Linked DNA regions of Zea mays: region 1 is linked to region 2. A link is a contact called in public Hi-C data. All regions are on one chromosome and are shown on one strand. Each heading gives the region's core, a stretch centred on a gene start, on an enhancer-like site or on the middle of the called end of the contact. The rest is flanking DNA. Distances are from core to core; before and after follow the strand shown.

Region 1 (7,184 bases), core at 687-3,186, 440 kb before region 2:
TTGTAGCTATAATCATCACTGTAGCTACCGTATTTATTGTCTTCCACTATCAGCCACGTCATCAGCATACCTACTGCAAAAACTAAGCAGCTGAATATGTCCAAAGTATTTTAGAACATTTTGTGCCAAACTAGCCCTTAGGACATCTCTCGTAGATCCTCTATCACATCCCTATCTTATTCTCGATTTCAAACTTCATTATGCAAACAGTGTTAAAGTATCATCTACAATGTCATGTGTCCTATTTTACACGATCCACCAAAGATAGCCTTCGGGCAAGTTTGTAACTGTGTAACTATCCAGGTCTGTGAATCAAGGGTCCACAAACCGGTCGCCTAATTCGGCTAACCGGTCGACTAACCGGTTATCGGCGCCGGTCGGTAAGGCCAATACCCCAGTTTTGGATTTTGAATTTGAAAAATATAAATTTTGAAAACTTTTGATGCCAATTTTTTATAAATACTATGGATTATTTGAAGACTTTTTGCTAAAACAAAATTTCAAAATACGCAACGGATTTCAAACTAAAAATCATGGAAGTTTCGGAAAAATACAAAAAAAGAAAAACAATATATCGGCTAGTATTACCGATTAGCCGCTCACCAAAGCTGATAAATCGATGTATATGACTGATTAGCCGGCAACCGAGTAGGAGCTAGGGTTTAGGGGATTTTTTTCTCCTTTTCATCATAAATCTTTTCAAATTATCACTTTTACATGCAATATGGGCTAATAATACTTACAATAATAGATCACTAGAATATTAGGCGCCCTTCGGGTGCCCTAGATATTCATAGTTTTATTTGTGAATATTAAACAGTAATACTAAGACCTAATAAAACATTGGTTCTTAAATTCATTGTCATCAACCTAACTGCTAAAACCAAATTTCAAAATATGAATGGCAGGACCCTGAGTACTACTAAATGTTGGTGGAGTCGTGGAGTACGACTTTTACGTTGACCAGTCAGACTTGGAAAGATTACATCACATAATCAGTGGAATGCACACCCGTGGGAATGGTCCTCACCGGATGGTGTACTGTATCTTAGATGGTATTTATGAACTATGAAACAGTGACATGTAATATATTTGAACCATGGAACAGTGTCATACAATGTATTTTGAACCGCTAAATGTTGTTATTAGACTTGTGATAACATTTAGACCGATCTAAATATGATTTATTTGCTAAAAAACAAGAGGTTTGATTTCTCGCGCACTGCTACCAATTTATCAAATTGGTGACCGATAAATCGGTCTTATCGGCCGATTAATCGATTTTGAGTCGTTTGAATTCAAAAACTATGAAAAAATGTTATTTGAACTGCTAAATGTTGTTATTGGATTTGTGATAATGTTCAGGGTCATCTTTTGTTTAAATTATGGGATCTCAATATGCTTTATTTGTAAAAATATATATGGCTCGGATTATATTTCTATGTCGCCGGTTTATCAGACCAGAATATGATATTCCGATTAATCGGATTTATCGGGTTTTCGAATTAAAAAACTGAGCGGTTTCGATTTTGTCCGGTCGCGATAAACTGGTTATCGATGGGCGCCGGGTTTTAGCTCTTTAAGGTCTTGTTCAGTTAATCCTGTTACCTATGGATTAGATAAGGTTAGAAAAAATTAACAAGAATTTTGACTTGTTTGAAATTTGAACCCATCAAATTTTATTCAATCCAGATGGATTGAGAGCTAACCAAAAAAGTCCTAACCGTTTTGGTGAAGCTGCTGTGAATTGCGTACCAGTAGGAGTATCTGTAAGTCCCTGTGTGAACTGCAAATATTTCCGGAAGGGTAGGGTTGCGTGCAGAAGATACCAAGTTCGCATTTCCTTCTTGTTCTTGGTCTTATCGGCTGACACGGAGGTAGGTGGGTGGATGCCGGTCCATTTGTGATTCTGTGTGCGCCGCCAGCCCAAAAACCAGCGGCTGACCCACGAATCTCCGGCGGCCCACGGGAAACGCCTGACGCGCCTTGGCGGCTTGGCCTGTCCAAGCAACAAGTGCGCGAGCGAAACGTGTGTTCCTGTTCTAGCGCGTGTAGGACAGCTGGACAGTGAAAAGTTTATTACTCCCTCAACAATCATAAGAACTAGTCTTTGTCTCTTAACTTTAAAACCGGACATAGCCCTTCCCTTATCTTTAATAACGACACATGTGACCAACTGCTTCGTTTATATGTTTGTTTCAGCCAAATCAGTAAATATAAGATATGATATGTTTCAGTACAAAGTTTTTGTTATATTTTTAGATCTATGTTTTTTCCTATAATTAATTCACAACTGTAGTTTCCATGGTCCAATTGGGATGATATATTTTTTGCAGGATAATCATTGTATTCTTAAGTTATAGTAAAAAGATCATATTTATTGGATCTTGTATTATTAAGTCATAGATTTTTTTTCTATATTTATACTTGTTAAATAGTTAGAAGTTTGTAAAGGTAGAAAATATGTGTTCTATGTGCAATGTTCTCTATAACAATATGGTCATGTTCAGTGTTCATAATTTGTACAATAGTAGCATTACATACAGAACATATATGTTCTATGTTTACATGTGTACGGTTTAAAACTATTTAACAAGCATAAATATAGATAAATCTATAACTCAGTAATACATGTTGGAATGTGTTTAAAATTTAGATTATCAAAAAAGTATCACAATTGGATAGAAATTGTAGCTATAAATTAATTATAGAAAACATAGAACTAATGCTAGAACTATTTTTTTATTGTAACATACTGTATCATATATTCATATGTTCTGTGTATAGATTTTAATAATGTTAGATTTTTATTTTGTATTTATCTATGATTTACTATTATTTTTAAATATGTAGGTAAAATAAACTTAGAAGAAGAAAAAAAAGAAAAACCATTGAACCAAACAGTTATAAGGTCATGTGTCCAATTTTGACCGATACAATAGAAGCTGTGAATTGAGAGGTGAAATGGAGCTTTCTTTTATGACCTGTCCAAAAAAATCCTGATATGATCAGACTCGATTAATCGGACAAATGTGTATGTATTATAGTTTTGACCCGCAATAATCTACGGATTAGATACAGAACGTGATTTTTAACCCAAAACTTGATCCAACCCAAAAAACACTCCCAAACGATGACCCGTTTCCGGAAAAGTCTAGACGCATGTTGTGGTTGAAATGTCTCTCTACTTGGAGTCTTGGACCGCCCGGCGACCGTGGGTTGTCTTCTCCTGAAGATGGGGGAAACGCATGTATTTTCTGTTCTAGGAAAAGCAAGGAACAATGGCACGGATATGAATGTCCAATTCAGTGTGGTAAAATCTTCCAAAAAGCTTATATAGTACTATGTCTCATTTTATCGTTCGTTTGAGCTTGTTCTTTTTTTATCCATATTTAAATAAATAACAATAAATCTAAACACATACGTAATACACAAACATTAAATATTATATAAATCTATTAACACTCTAAAATGAATATTATTTTAGAATGGATGTAGTAGGTAATATCAAATATTATATGAATCTACTATCGAATACTATTTTAGGATAGACTATTTTAGGATAGAGGTAGTAGGAAAAATGACAAGCCCAGTTACAAAGCTCCAACGAAACAGCGAAGAGCGAACGGCTAAGATGCATCGACCAACACTTTACAGCGCGTTTGTAACACCCACTTTGTAAATTACTAGAAATAATACCAATAGAGAAACATTTTCTCTTTATGTGAGTTTTGATCTTCATGCATCATCCTATGTGAACACCATGTCCAAGAACAATTAATAAAAAGACGTGCTACTAAATTCATGCATCATGTTGAATATTTTATTTTTGTGTGCATTTTGTAACAAGAAAATATTAAAGACCAAAAAGGGAAAATTAAATCCTAAAAGAAATTCTTGAATCTAGAAAAGAGAAGGAATATGAAAACATGAATACTATATTTGAATAAATATTCTCAAACCTAATACTTTTAATTGCACAAATATGGTTTGAAAATGAACTAGTCACAAGTTTGAATTTAAATTAGTATTTAAATTTGAATTTGTGAAAGAATGGAGAAAGGAGAAAATAAAAGAAAAAGGAAAAGGAATACTATACCTGAATGGGCTGGCTGCCACCAATCTGGCCCATTACCACACTCACCACCGCAGCCCAACTAACCTACCGGCGCCGACACCTGGGGCCCGGCTGTCTGTCGCTGGGCTCTCGCGCGCGCTCGGACTTCTCTGCCACTGCGTTCGCGGGCCCACGTGCAGGCTCTTCCTCCGCGCTCGTCTTCCCTTCCCTTCCTTTTCCCTGGCTCGTGGGACCCACGGGTCAGAAGTGTCGTGCTCGCGGAAATGGCGGACTGCGCCAACAACCTTGCGCGGCGGACCAGCTGGAAATCCCGATGGCTTCGGGGTGGTTGTTACCGCCGATTGGGGGAGCATAAGACCGTTGCTGTGCGCGTCGTGACCTGACCACAACTCATACCCAGTGCCGACCTACACCATAGCCGAGGGGGCGGAGGAAACCGAGCTCCGCCGCCGTCGGGGGGAAATTGCTAAAGCGCTCTCTGCACACCACCGGGTTTGATCCGTGGGCTTCGCCGGGAGCTTTGAAGGGTGTCCGTGGTGTCCTCGTACGGGTTCAGGGACCGGTGAACCGGCGATTTCGCGCCGTTGCCAGTGCTCCGCCGCGGAGCCGCATCCCGTCGTGGACCGCTCGTTGGTCGCAATCCATGCCCGCGGTGAGTCCCTATTCAGCATTGTCGCGTCAGCGAGATTTTGTAGCGATATTGGGATTGGGTTTTGGTCGACCGGGCATGGAGTTCGCCGCACTCCGGCGAGGATCCGCCGTAGTCATGGGGAGGCGGCGCCGTGCTCTGGGTGGTCGAGGGGTGGAGGATGGCTGTGTGCCATTGATTTTCCGTTGGACGATGTAGATTAGATGGTAGGATGGCCCTCGGATCTTGATCGTGTGGCTTGCGCGAGATCAGACGATATAAAATCAGAGTCGCCCATTCCAGATCGTGGGGTGGGGATTGTATACCGGTTCACGGTGGTAGTGATCTAATCGTGACCCTCGGTTGGAAATCGAACGGCCGTGATCACAAGATACCCCTTCGGCTGAAGCCTTTTGCATAAGAAACCCTGTAGTTTATAGAAAACAACCCGCCGTCCAGGGGCCCTGTTCCCTGTGTCTGCGGATACTTACCCCGAGCCCCCTGCGTTTCACATTAATTGAGGCCTAGTCCAGTGGCAGGATAAAGTGTATAAATGAATTAGAAAGTGAATATTTAATATGAAAATAATTACTAGAACTTTGTAAATTCATAGAAAATTCATACTAACTCCAAATTAGTCCATTCCAGTTCCTAAAATTTTGTAATTTAATTCTCTATCACCTAGAGCCTCTGTTATGTCATGAAAACAGCAAGAAATTTATTTATCACTTAATCCTATTTAAAGCACATAAAACTTTTGAAAATGCATAACTCGAAATCTATAACTCAGAAAATTATGATTCCAGTTCCTAGGTTTTTATTTTAATATGTAGAATATCTCTGTGTATTTTGTTTACATGCTTGGTGTAATGTTAATTTTCCCTATATCCTGTGCTTGTTTGTATTGTGGCGAGTAGAAGAGCCCGTTGCTGAGGATCCTGGTGAGCAGCAGATTGAAGTAGCTGAGCAGGAGCTCATTGAAGGCAAGTTGTGCCCTTGACCACTTTTTACCCAATAATGTTCTTTAATATCACTTATCCATGCATAGGTTAATTTTGATGGGACCCAATAGGTTACCCTAGATTGTTTATCTCATTACCTTGTTCACCCCTGAATCACTTGGGTAGTTTGCTATTGCTTTACATGGTTTTGGGATAATCATTTATTACCTCTATGTTCCAGTTATTTTTGTTATTCTATTTATGTTCATGTTGAGATCATTAATGTTAATTGGAACATAGAGCTTAACTTGAGAACCACGTGCCACCACAAGGGTTTAATGGGACGCCCTTGGCTGACTAATTAGGAAAGCTAGTGGAAGACTACCTTACCCGAAAGGGGCAAGGGCAGTAGGGGAGAGGTCAGTGCGGGGAGGTCCCTGGTTGATTTTGCTGCGATGGCGGTCAGCCAGGAACCCTGTACTGGATCTTCCCATAAACTGTAGCGGGTTTTCGGAAGCTAGTGGAACTTTGTAAAGGCCTCGTAGTGTTGCCCTGCCGCGCTTCCTAGGTAGAGGTGAATGGGATTCATGACCCCTTGGCAGATGGGTAACATGACTTGTGGGTAAAGGGTACAACCTCTGCAGAGTGTAAAACTGGTATACTAGCCGAGCTCACGGTCATGAGCAGCTCAGGACTCTCTGATGTTTAAATTATGGAACTTAAATTCAATTTTGTCATTTGCATATGCATGGGTTTATTATTAATTTGTTCAATTACTTTATTTAAGGTTTGGTATTTACTTACACTTAGTAACTGCTAATAAAATTTTGACCAACTACTTAAAAGCAATGCTCAGCTTTAACCCCTATCATTGATCAGCCTTACACTTCACATGAGCTCCCACCTTTGGTGAGTTCGTGTCACATTATTCCCCACAACTTGTTGAGCGATGATCATGTGTGAGCTCACCCTTGCTGTCTCACACCCCCCCACAGGAGATGATCAGGTGGTTCAGGAGGAGCCGCCTAACACTGAGGAGTTCGATCTGATCTAGGTGGCGTTTCCCAGTCGACATTGGCGCCGACGATCCTTAGTTCGTTTTATCTTTATTATGTTATTTTGTAATAAGTCTTCCGCTATGTAATAAATTCTCTGATGTTTTATGACATTTATCTCTATACACTCTGTTATTATATATGTTGTCTTCTTGGCGCATGTATGAGATGCACCTGACTTTGTTCCTTAAAGCCGGGTGTTACAGAAGTGGTATCAGAGGAAATGTTGACTGTAGGACGAAACCTAGATAGAAATGGACAAACCCTTTCCTACTTACCTTACTCTGACTCATTCTATACTTATCACATCTTGATCCAGTCTCATCTTCTACTGTTCTACTCTGATCATTCTTACCTTTTCTACTCTTAGTCAAGATGGATTTCACACCTTGGAATCCCCACCCCTATGGCATTCTTAAGAGTTAGGGAACCCAAGACAAAAATTAAAACTATTTTCTTAAAAAAAAATGTTGGTTGATTGT
Region 2 (7,098 bases), core at 2,981-5,480:
ACTTACATGAAGGTTCCTGTAGGTTGATTTGCCGGCACTAATCGACTTTATGTCGAGATCTTCAATCCTTTTAATTAGACTCCTGGTTAACACGCTCCAGCGAGGTGTTCCATATGGTCGTGCAATACCGCATCCAGATTGTCGAGATAGTAAACCGGGATAAAATATTTTGAACACTCATGATCGCCATCGAAAAAACTTATTTGACACCATAAGAGTAAAAAATGATACAAACAAAAAACAATAGTAAAACATAAAAAATATGATCAACACGAAAAGAATGCATCCTTAGATAGTGGATGTCGACGATTTTCCTAATCGGGTAGTCCTGAACTTTTCTGCCTTGGACTTCAAATCGTCACATATGGCCTGACACCATTCATATTCCTTTGATAGGTTCATGTCTTCAATGGGGGCATAATCCTCTCTGGAGATATTAAGAATCGCTATAGGAAAAAGAAGTGAGTTGTTTACAAGCAGCAAAAGTACTATAAAATCTAGTCATCATCATATTTCTGATGGTCATTGGTCCTCCCTTAAACAACCCACTGGAGGACTTCTTCGTGCTCAGCCTCTTGAAAGAAGACATGCCCTTTGAACGGTCGGCTCTAAATATATCAGCCATGCCTTTTGACTCGCAATATGTCCTTTTAAATGGATATTTTGAATGATACATTATTATGATATATCGAAAACAATGTGCAAACATAAATAGTGTTTTATTTACTTTTTGAACTGAATCTGCTTTTGGCACTGGTCATCTCGTAGTAGCCAAGCTCGAGGAATTTTGGATTACCCCTTGGCAAACCAGAGATGAGGTGGACAACTTGAGCTGTTATCGGCAACAAGTGGCCACCAACTTCAATGTGCAAAGGATTATCATGTACACTTGAAAGTAGATATGCCACCAACACCCTATCTTCAAGGCCTTCTATATTCATTATCAGCAACAAACCAAACCCAAATCCTTTATCCTTTCCTTTAGCATGTTCGACAATGTAAGCGTTGTGTTATTCACAGCAGTTGGAGAGCACCTCATTACTGTGTACCTCCTTTTTCATTGTGCAGTCAGTTATAGCATTTGCGTGCCTCCTTTTTCATCGCTTCTAGGGTTTCACACTTTGTGTGTACCGATCGGAAATTCGTTCTACAGTTGTTGCTGCGGCGTGGATACTGCAGGGTGCTTCAGGTATGGTTTTCCTCCACCCCCATTGAAATCGTTTTTGATTTTTAATGCAGTTTATTCAAAGAGCATTTTTACATTGGAAAGGGGCGGAGAGGGTGAGTACTAGTTAGTACTAGATTTATGCATACTATTTTTTTAAGTGAAACATTCTCTGTAGGGTTATCTGTTAATATATTATCGAGTCAGTAATATGTGTATCATTCAGTAATAATGGTGAATAGTCAGTAAGCAGATATTTATAGGATAACCCTGTAGTGTATAGTCAGTAATAACCTCGACTATTCAATAATAACGTCGAACAACGGTAATATTTGTCATAGATTTTTTGGTGCCTAGATTTGTTTTATGAGTATAGTAAGTATCAATGTTGAATATTCAGTAGTAAAGTTGAACATTCAGTAGCAACGTCGAATATAGTTTTTTTTAATTTGTTTTACAAGCATAGTTAGTAACAACGTCGAATATTCAGTAACAACGATCAACAGTTAGTAATATACATTCGAATGGGGTAACAATCTACTTTATAGCAGTATATAATAGGCAGTCAGTAACTATTTTTTTCAAGTTATAAGAATTGGTAATATAAACAATATTCAGTAACAACATAGAAGAGTCAGTATTATAGGGGTATGGACATATATTTTTTGTATCTGATTTTTTATGTTTTACTGTCGCAAACAATGTCAACAAAGGTATATCCTACTAGTACTTGAACAATTTAAGTTCCATAGGAAATACAACAGTTCTTAGACTTTGATCATTTTTACATGCATGCAAATGAGAATGAATCTCTAGAATATGGTGTGGAACAAGTCTCTACTATCTATTAAGGCAATACTGTAGACCATGGCACTACCACGACTTCACCCTCCCCAGACCCCACTGGCAGATATGCAGCCCGTCGCATCCTCTATTGGTCATTCCGATCTCGAGGCCTAAGCATGGCGGCCTTGCATTGGAGGCCCAAGCCCAACACAACTAGCTTCAGTTTGGTACACCTGGTGGCTCGATAGTCCGGCAACAATTAGCAACATCTACATGCACGTAGAAGCGGTAGTTGAGTTTAAGCGCAGAAACAACCCCAGCCCCAGCAGTGTATAGTTGGCGACAAGTCTCCCAAGCAACGCAATGGCTTTTTATTACCTCTCACTTACAAGTACAGTTGTAGTATATGTTCATGTATGCACACACTCACACCAAAACGCACACCAACTCACCCCTACCGTACACAAGCAGACCATGACTCCACCCTCCCCAGGCCCGCACACGCTCACCAACACCCATGTCGCCTCCCGCACCCTTCGCGTCTTCACGCCATCCGCAACCTCCATGCCATGTCAGTTGTTGCATCCCACCCGCCCACTCCACAACAGACTACCGCCCGCTTCTCACGTCGTGGACTCGTGGTACTCCACCCGTAAGGAGGGTGCCCGCCTAGATAAGGTTGCATCGGTTTCTCCCATAGCCACCACTGCTGAATGGCGATTGATTCCAATAATTGGTGGGAGCTTTCCTCACTAACCTAACCGGCCAACAACTCACGATCGAGTGTCATCTCGCCAGACACTCGTCCACAAGCTCGACGACGCCTAGATGAAGCTGACGCTGAGGTTCCACCTCACTGCCACCCCCGCAACGCCGACATCGGCCTCAGGTCCGGATTTGGACCCGCAGCATCCACTGTCGTTCCCGACCACGAGGCACCATCACTAGCGATGGCGTCGCCGAGCGGCGGTGAGTCTCCCCGTGACGCCCAGATGAGGTTGACGCCGAGGTTCCACCTTACCACCCAAGTGATGTTTGTTGTTTCGTATATATGTTTCATACTAATTTTTCACTCCCGCGGCAACGCACGGGCATGAACCTAGTGAACACATAGAACAATAATGGAGTCTTGGAAGAGTTCCGGGAACTCTAGTATCTTCTGAGCAACGTGTACTAATGATTTTCAGATATAATGAGAATTAATGCACATATAAAATATACGCCTATATGTAATCAAGTGTCTTAGCATAAGGTAACATCCATATCTAAATTAAACTTTCGAGAGTGGACATCCTTAGCTTCAAATTGAACAGATTAAGGTCATTGAAATCGAATAGAAGGTGAGGGATTTGAACAAATTAAGGTCCACTGTGTGAGGCGACACCAAGGAGAGCAGAGAGTTGTTGGGGGAAGTGATTTAGGGGGTGTTTAGGAGAGCTCTCACGACTCTGCTCCCAGCGAGAATCACTTATGCCGAGTTAAACGATAAAAATCTAAACTGCTCCGTTGTGGGAGTGGAGTGAATCTAGTCTCTATATTATATTGTACTAGAAAGTGCGAGCAAAAAATATGCTTTCCACCGCTCCCAACCTACTCCTCACTCTCTAATCCCTCAAGAATTAATTCACAACCTATTTGTCAAACGGTTTTCGTCAAATAGATTTACTTCCGGTAGAGAATCACTCGAAATCACTCTATTACAGAATCAGGTCTCTGAGTTAGATAATCATGGAGCGGAACTCTACCAAACTTTGGGTAGGAGTGGAATAGACGTGACAACCAGTTATATATATACAAGGTGAGGGACTGAGCCAATAGGAGAGAGTCGTTGGCCGTTGCTGTCTAGCAGAGCTAGGGCTGGAAAAAAGCTCGAAGCTCGTGAGTCGCGAGTGAGCCAGGTTTTCGAGCTCGTTGAGGCAACGAGCCGAGCGAAGCCGCTCGGGCTCGCGAGCCGGCTCACGAGCTGCACAAAAATAATCAACCTACACAATAATGATGGATATTGGTTAATTTATAGATATCTGACTCGTTTCTTAGTCTTTAATGGTGTATGTATATAACAATTATAATTTAGATTACTTGTAATGTCGTGTTATGATTATTTATTTTATGTTTATAGACCATTAATTAACTATATAATATGATGTTAGTTTTTAAAGTGTAGCTCGCGAGCCGAGCCTCCTTTTAAAGGTCGGTGAGTAGGCAAGGCGAGGCGAGCCGAGCCAAGCTCGACCACTGAGCGAGCCACACCTACCCGGCTCGTTTCCAGAGCAGTCATCGTGTATGCCGTTGTTGGCCGGACCAGCACGCTCCTTCGTACCGGGATAAGACTCTGAGTCATACCAGGCTTAAAACCGTGCTGTCATACCTCGACATGCATGAACATCTATAGATCGCTATTCTGCTGGTGGTTATGTACAATGCCGCGAAATAGGTGATCAAAGGCGTGTTACAATGTTAGTACTGCTATATAAGCGTACAATACGGTATACGGATCACACATTGTCTCTGCGTTCACAAATCACAACAATGAGCTTCGCTTTCGGTGCCGCTTTGCCGCTAGTCGTAGGCTAGCTCGTCGCATGCAATGTTAGTGCGGGCGGCGTGGCCGTTTCTGTGGAAGGGCCAAAGCTTTTTCCCTTTGCGACTCGCATCGCAGGCAGAGAGAGGCAGGACCGCAGGAGGCGCCCTGTTGCTGCACCAGCCTACCGAGCCTGACGACGACCTTGGTGCTACGCATGCATGTGGCTTTCTCAGCACGAACAGGTACAGTACAACGGCCCCATGGAACAGGTCTAGTTAGCGACACGCCCTACAAGTGTACTAGCAGTAATATATTTTGCGTACGTAGCGTCGTGACAGCCAAATGCTTACTGATGCGCCTTGGCATTTGCTTTGCTAGTAACACGAATCTATCTTGTCCATTATTTAAGCTACAGGTGATCCATCAAACGCATTCTGATGAGCTCACAGGCTGGCTGGCGACCAGCTGCACTGAAGCAGCTCTCGTGTCATCTGTCATGTGGTAGTATGCACGTGCACGCCACGCGAGGGCAAGGCCCGCCTCTGCGCCGAGTTACGAGGCGACCAACGTGCTCCGTCAGGGTCAAACACACGGCTGACCATGCTGTCAGGCGCGCACACTCCTCGAACAAATATTGGCGGGAAGGATGGCGCCGCGGCACCATGAACATTCTTCAAATTTACCTCCTGGTTTTGGGAGGATGGACAGCCTTTGTGAGTTATTTATCCAATACCGTACTGCACGTATCGCGTTCTCCTATGCGGATTAGATTGACTCAAACGTTTTCTGTGTAACCGTATTTTACTAGTGAGATGCCGGTACATTTGTAACACCCCGAGGGTCCACAAACACCCAGAATGCTACTAAACAACACTTCTGCCATCTATATATAAAATTTCGGCAGCATCCCCTTTGCAAAATTGCATAGACGAGGGGGCAACAGTGTATAAACATATATCATGACAAAAACATACTAAGTACTATTAATCGGCTAGCAAAGAGAAGTTAAACATACGACATGAACTAAATTAACTAGTGCACACGACTAGTTAAAAAACAAACTTCCTTTGATAATAAATTTCTAATTAAATCATGGCTGCACCTCGGCAGCGCTATTGTGAGAGTGAAAGTGGACGTGCTGCTACTCCCCTCATTCCCAACATGTATCAAGTACCTGCATTGAGTAATGCAAGAGTGAGATGACACATCTCAGCAAGTAAAATAATATCAAACTGTTTAACCACATAAGAACATTGTTTTACCACCACTTGATTCCACAACCTTCTTATTACGAAGGTGCAGCACGTATACAACGTACAACACACCTAGTCACCACACCTCGCAGGTAGAAACCACAATAGTAACATAGTAATGTCACACTTCATATATATATACCTCATGAGTGCAAATGTCTGCAAATGCAAGAATGACTTCTGCCTTCATACCTCTAAGGATATGAAGCCGCATCGTACCCCTCCTCGGGCAACGTACGATGCTAAAAATGTACCGGTACGGTCGGACCATAAGATCACGACATAACTTCACAATGCAAGATGGATGATGCGATGTGCATGTCATGCCTACAACACTTCATATAACGTGATTCAAAAAGATACTTCAACTTCATCCAAGATGGGAATCAACCACATATATCATTAACAAATTATGATCATCCACAATATTAGACAATTGAGAATTAATACTTCCAAACAAATAAACTTCATCATAGAATTCAATGATTAACATAATTAAACTTATGCATACTCAATGACAGGGAATAGGATGCAAACCAAACGGTAGCAACCACCACTGTATTTACTTGCCTTTACCGGAAGTTCAGGCAAATCCCTAAGTACGATCCGGAAGTCCACCATCTGTTTTTGACACACAACTTAGTGCACCAATTTCACATAATCAGGCTCATGAGCGACGCTGCACCTACGCACAAACTCAAACCCCGCCGCGGGTTACATCTCTCCCCACACCCACCAAACTGCAGCGGGGCTGCTTAATAATTTCATAACTTTAAAATTATGACAGCAGTGGTAACAAACAAAAACTCCAGAGGCATCTACATAAAATTCCCCACAAGTTTTGTACACAATTTATAATTAAATTCCAACATCTAATTAGCCCAAAACAGTCCACAAGATGAACCCTGTAATCTGTTTTTTTTTTGTCTTTTGGACAGCGACATACCCGGATTCAAACAGCGATATCTTTTGAAATATAATTCCAAATCAAGCGCATAAGTACTCATTGGAAAGATAAGACAAAGCCCTACATTATTATCATACTGGTTAACACTAATTACCCACGAAAAATGCCCAGAAACTGCTAATACTACTGCTGTTCACCCACCTGAAAATCTGTTTTTTTGGACAGCAACATAACCGGATTGAAACAACGATATCTCCTAAATTATAACTCCGAATCGAGCGCATAAGTACCCGTTGGAAAGGTATGACAAAGCTCTACATGATTCACCCACTGATCCCCACTAATTACCCACGAAAAATTCCCAGAAATCCCAAGAACTACTGTTGTTCGCCCACCCACAAAATTTCAGGACAGCACCTCTACCGATTCGGATAGGTAAACATATAATCAATTGGATTACAAC

What was found. A called contact is a pair of places that touch in the nucleus more often than the background predicts.
Region 1: a contact with region 2 is called in a Hi-C map of tassel, with 3 times the contacts expected there. The contact joins two enhancer-like sites. A contact is called at or near these places in 2 of 25 Hi-C or Micro-C datasets (ear and tassel).

What each region holds. Positions count from the first base shown.
Region 1 is chr8:36,533,258-36,540,441 of Zm-B73-REFERENCE-NAM-5.0, reverse strand. No RefSeq gene overlaps it. Among protein-coding and RNA genes, the nearest start is that of LOC542184, 12 kb to the right of the region's middle. Within about 2 kb of position 1,936, at least 17 of the 20 cell types and tissues checked have an H3K27ac peak or open chromatin away from gene starts, as enhancers often do. A contact at or near this core is called in ear and tassel, where this site is marked.
Region 2 is chr8:36,099,048-36,106,145 of Zm-B73-REFERENCE-NAM-5.0, reverse strand. No RefSeq gene overlaps it. Among protein-coding and RNA genes, the nearest start is that of LOC100285091, 150 kb to the right of the region's middle. Within about 2 kb of position 4,230, at least 9 of the 20 cell types and tissues checked have an H3K27ac peak or open chromatin away from gene starts, as enhancers often do. A contact at or near this core is called in ear and tassel, where this site is marked.